2 separate regions of the Capsicum annuum genome follow, and region 2 is linked to region 1. Evidence: chromatin contacts called from public Hi-C data. All regions are on one chromosome and are shown on one strand. The core of a region is the stretch at or near the end of the contact, and the rest is flanking DNA. Distances in the headings are between cores, read along the strand shown.

Evidence for each region. Hi-C and Micro-C count contacts between places; a contact is called where the count stands out from the background.
Region 2: a contact with region 1 is called in a Hi-C map of leaf, with 2.5 times the contacts expected there. The contact joins the promoter of LOC107858479 here to the promoter of LOC107858478 in region 1. A contact is called at or near these places in 2 of 5 Hi-C or Micro-C datasets (bud and leaf).

What each region holds. Positions count from the first base shown.
Region 1 is chr2:6,352,567-6,355,422 of UCD10Xv1.1, reverse strand. LOC107858478 (MLO-like protein 10) reads left to right here and starts at 1,431. Exons shown (of 15, transcript XM_016703142.2): 1 at 1,431-1,774. The coding sequence starts at 1,646.
Region 2 is chr2:6,506,269-6,509,441 of UCD10Xv1.1, reverse strand. It overlaps LOC107858479 (probable protein phosphatase 2C 47), which reads right to left and starts at 1,797. Exons shown (of 4, transcript XM_016703143.2): 1 at 1,232-1,797; 2 at 51-245. The coding sequence starts at 1,426.

The sequences.
Region 1 (2,856 bases), core at 182-2,681:
ACACTTCCTAAAATTTAGGAACAAATTTGACCTCCAAGAAAACCCCCTACAACCTAGGAAAACCCATTGTCCATCTACCCTAATCCCCCATTTACCGTTACGACAACGACCGTAATCTTTAACCATTGACTTCTTCTGTTGCCCTGTTCCACGATATGAGTACATAATATTCCACAACTTGGCGCAACCTAAGAAACAATAAATAAAAAAATAATATTTTAAAAATAAAATAAATATAATATAATACATTAATTTTTAGAATTTTCATATTGAATAAATAAAATTAAATAATTATTTTAAATATAAAAAAAGAATAAATATACTTTTAAACTATGATAAATAATACGTATATATTCTTTGTCATGTTTTGGGTACACATATCTCCCTATCATTAATGAATGATACATCTATGTCCCTCACACAAACGGTAGAAGCATATGCGTACCCAAAATATAACGGAGGATATATAAGTATCATTTATTATAATTCGGAAATATATTCATTTTTTTTATTTGAATTTAATTTATTATTTCAAATAATTAACCTAAATCCACTACTGACCCAATAAATCAACTATCCGACTCGGTCCCAATAATAATCCAAGAGACGCCTATATAACAGATAAATTTTTCTCACCCCTGTATTGATACACACACGCAATAGAGTAACACTCACTACTACCAAGTTAAAAAAAAAATCATTGATCCATAACATGCTAAAACAATACCAAATAAATTGAATCCCTCACATTTCAATCTCCAGCAAAATTTCGTTGGGAAAACACGACCCACCACCTATCAACACCACATAGCCACCATTTTCGTCAAATCGAAAACACCCTACCGGCGAATCATCGCCGCACCTCTAGTTCCGACCACCTTCGACCTAATCTTTACTTTCTCCAACCAGTAAACACCAACTAGTAGCAACGATCAATCACTGCAATTTGATTGTGATTCACCTTTAAGAGAAAATACAGAGGGAATATTGAGTTTGAAACAATAAATAGAGGTCGAATCGAGTTGGTTTGAAATCGGATTCGATGAATTTATTAGGTCGGATACTAAATTTCGATTAATTATTTGGGATTAAAAAGTAAAACGAAAAGGGGATAAATATATTCTAAAATTATGATAAATGATACGTATATATACTTCGTCATGCTTTGGGTACACATATGCCCCTACCATATAAGTGTGAGGGATATATATATATATATTATTTTTATTAACGTTATGGATATATATGTAACCAAAATATGACAAAAGGTATATATATTTGTTTTCTGTTTTTAATCTATTAGATAAATAAAGATGAATGAATGAAATATTGTATAAAGATTATTAATGGAAAATAAATAAGTAATTTAAGGAGTTTGTATTTTTAACTACGATAATATAAGTGTGAGTATTTGTCATCTTAATTAAGGAAGGTCTTAGTCATTACTCATTGCTCACTTGCATACACATCTGTAGACTAGAAACTGAAATATCAGTTTTCTTCTTTTAAAGAGCAGTGCAAATAAATGCATGCATTTACTACATCCTATTGTGTTCAAACCCAATTTGTTTTTTGACCATATTGTTGGATACCCATTAATTTTTAGGTGATATTTTCTCTGCTGAAGGTTTTGTGGGTGGTGGCAATGGCTGGTGGAGGTGGAGGTACATCAAGACAGCTTGATCAGACACCAACTTGGGCTGTTGCTGGTGTTTGTGCTGTCATTATTCTCATTTCTATTGCTTTGGAGAAGATCATCCATAAACTTGGCACCGTATGTTACCTAAAAACCTAGTCGTTTTACCTTACTGTTCTTTAATTTGTATTTTTCTTGATTGTGGGTTCTTTCTTTTCTACCTTTTAGTGAATCTTGGATTTTAATGTACAAGATATCTCTATTTGCTAGCAGCATTGCAATAAGTGTTTCTTGAAGAAATTCCTTTTCTTGTTTCTTGGTTTTGCTGTTGAGGATTTTGAAGATATATTTGATATTTAAGTTTTAGATTTTTACATCAAGATAATACCTTTTTATCTGTGAAAGTCTTGTCTGACCAAATTAGAAGTTAATTTATGCTCTTTTTGTCACTAGAGCCTGGAAATTATTCTTGGCTGCTCAGATACTGATTACCAAAAAAGGCTTTTTGTTCTATTGTTTTTCTAATCCTAACCCCTCTGAGTTGATTTCAGATGGTCCCTCAACTAATAGTTATTATTTCAGAAAGTTACTTTCTTCATTGAAGGAAATTGTAATCAAGAAGAAAGGCAACTTTCTGAGATAATAACTTCCGAGAAATCAACACTTTTTCTTCCTTAGTTCTTCCCTGTTCTCCTTGTTTTGCTAGTCCCAATCCTTTTCTAGCTTTTGATGTCATTTCCAGTGTTTGAATTTGTGTTTTTGTGCACATTTTGTTTTCCTATCTTGTGCTTTTTCTTTTACTTTTTTCCCACAAAAGAAATGTGCCTCATCTCTTGGTTGGATTTTTGCATCTCCAAGTGCTTTACCAAAGCTTGATTCTGGGACATTATATTTATGTGATTGAATATCATTGATCGTATCTTTTCGGGTGATTATTTTCAACCATTTACGCCCTTATCTGCTTCTGTTTGAATTATGATCAATTAAATTAGTAAGGAAGAGGCCGGGGGTCTATCGGAAACAATCTCTCTATCTCACCTTTGTGTTAGTGGTATGGACTGCGTACACTTAGCCTCCCCAAACCCCAATTGGTGGGAATATACTAGGTATGTTGTTGTTGTAAATTAGTAAGGAAGAGAAAAAAGAGAGGTTTTATTATCCAATGCTATGCTTTGTCAACTTTACCTTACCTTTCGTCCATCAGAAATTTTATTGCCTGG
Region 2 (3,173 bases), core at 548-3,047, 150 kb before region 1:
TTAGGCTTCTCTCAGAAAGTACAGTATGGAATAAACTGAAAGTTACAGACCCCATAAAACGCCCCAGGAGAAAGAAGCCCATTGGATGCACCAATGTGTTTGCAAAGATCATCGATGCAGATGTGCTCATCCTCCATGTTTGGTTTTGGTCCAATCTCAGAATAGCTTCCTGAGCGAAAGATAGGAACATATCCAGAATCTTCACTTGATGATAATTTAAGAGGAAGAATTTGTGTCGGCGATTCCTAGATATTCATAAAACAAAGGAAAACTTCAATTAGGAAACTACAGAAACACGTGAACACATATAAGAAGCTTCTTCAGTTATACAATATACAAGACTTCAAGTTTGCAGCACCTGTGGTGTGCATAATTGACAACTGAAAAAAACGAAAGATTGTGTTTAATGCAAACAAATCACAATTTAGCAACAACTTATAATTCATCATATGACCTACAAAAAACCATCATTTGCTTAAACATGGCATAAAATATTGAAGGTGGACAATTGTTTTTTTATTAGCTTACCGTAGCAATCAAGCTATTCAATCTCAAGACAAAGAAACTTTTATATAATTGAGATCTTGTTTAACTTTTTACAGCTTATCGTCTAGTCTTACCAGAGACTCTAGGCTTATATGCTAGTAAAAGGTGTATAGACCTTCAAGTGCTAGCTTGGTATACGGCCTCAAATGGAGCAACATGTGCATCAAGAACTCTTATATCCGATCCCAACTTGCTTGGCATTGAGTCGTTGTTGTTAGTTTCAGACCATTTTTTTTACCTACTTTGTACTATAAGAAACTAGAAGCATTAATTTGTTGGAGTTGGATTTGCACCCTAGACCTTGCTCTTACCAAGTAATTAGGTGTACTACTAATGAGAAAAAACACTGCTTATATCATATACATTCCCCCCTCATGTAGCTCCTTTTATGTCCTACATAAGTCCTGAGATTTACCAAAGATAATCACACACAATCCTGTTATATTGCTCAAGCTTCTTGTTTTAGGACATAAGATGTATATAACAAATTATGTCAAGCAAGAAATTTTTTCCAATAGACACTGATGAAAGCAAGCAAAACCAAGTGACTTTAGAAGTGCTAGGACGGGTTCTGTAGGTTCAGCTTAACTCACGCTTTCAAATATATTTAAAAAAAACAATAAAATATCCTCATTTGACAAAACAAAATGGCTAAATAATGTATCGAAAATTGTGTTCGACTCACCAATACCGAAGTACCTGCCAATGTTGCTTGGCTGATACAATGTCGTATCCCTGTAACGTTTCTTGGCGGCTTCCCTATATTTAACAGGCTTGACTGATCCAACTCCTCTTGATTTTCTTCTACGTCTGATAAATTTTCCTTGCAGTATCCATTTTCCACTTCCCCATTACATGGTAACATATTTGTGTGTGACATTACTACATATTACTACTTATAATTTATGTCCGTGTGACATTACTACAGATTCATATTTATGGAACAATGCGAATATGACTATGAATACACTTTGCCCTCTTTTCTATTTTACTTGTAACTTTGAACAAAAATTCAGAAAAACATGAGATGTTGATTAATTAAGAATAAGAAAGATAAGATTAAACAAGAATATTATACGTAGATGTGAAGAATTGATTAGAACAAGAAGAAAATAAGAGTATAATTAGGAAAGTATAGTAAAATTAAGGTAGTTAATTAATTAATTGACCTGTAGAGAATATGGAAATAGAGGGGAGTGGCGATCCCAGCTTTGAGCTTTTGAATGCCATAATAGTAGGTAGAGTGATGGGAAGATTTTTCTTACACGTGGAATTGAAACTGGATGGTAGGTATTTTAATTGACACCAAGACTTTTCAATAAAATTAATGGTATAAAACCAAATTTTAATATAAAATCTTAAATATGTATGATAAAAATATTATCAATAATTTAGAGTTATTTTTTTATTCTTACGTAATACTTTTTTTAGTATTCTTAGAAAACGTTAAATATTTAACTTCACATAGTAATATTATTATTTATAAAAGTAAGGACTAATTTTAATTAATAAGATATTACTAATTTAATTGCAATGTATTACCTTGAATATTATTGTGAAAACTTTATTTATTAATATTAAAATTTGATAAAAAGTTCTAAAAAGTAGATCGTTCTTCTTTCTTTTGTTATTAATTTAAATTTTGTATCTTTTATATTTTTCAATCTTTAATATTATTTTAAGTGAAATTAAAATCTTAAAATCCATATTAAATTTTTTGGGGCCTCAAAATTTAGGGGTCTAAAGCAAACGCTTTACTAGCTTTACCTTTGAGTCACCCCTGATTGACATAATATGCACTTGTATTTGGTCTCATGGGTAACCAAGGACTTGCTCGAATTTTATAAAACATTGTTATACTTGTGTCGAATTCTTAGATGGATATTCCCTCTATAATCAATTTATGTTTAAGCAAATACATCATGTACACGTGACCGCAGATGACAAAACACACCTAGTGTTGAGTTGCAACGCACACGCAAGTGTACGTGGTCGTACAAGTAATATAGGATTGAGAGTCCAGATATTGTACCCACAAGGACTTGTCGATTAACTAGTTTTCTAAATATAATAATCCTTCAGACCATTTTCTATATTTACGCTTGTTTCCACCGTTTGAGCTTCTTCATAGTTGCCCCAAGTCATTTATGACTTGCTGGGACTGACGGTTTGATTACTGGACAGTTCATTTGGCTTTTAGAGCCAATTTTCTATTTTGAAGTCTTTGCTGGTTTCAAATGGACACCAGGAGAAAACTTTAGTGAAACAATCTCAAATGTAAATTTTGACTGCACCAGCAGATCAGGAATATCTATTTTAGGCTAAGTAGACCTTTGGTTCGGGTCCCAATTCGCCCAAACTCATTTCGACCTACAGGTCGAAAAGTTGAAAAAATTAGAAATATGGGTGTGGGATCCATATTTGGCCGAAAGGACCTTGAATGCAAAATCTGACTTCGCCAGCAGATCTAAAATATCAATTTTAGAATGATAACATATTTGGTGTGATTTTACGGCTTTTGAATCTCATTTCGACCCTCGATTTGAAAAATTATGATTTTGAATTTTGGGGGTCCACTTTGTGAAAACGATGTTTTTCTGAAAATTTGATATCACCATTGAGTTTGA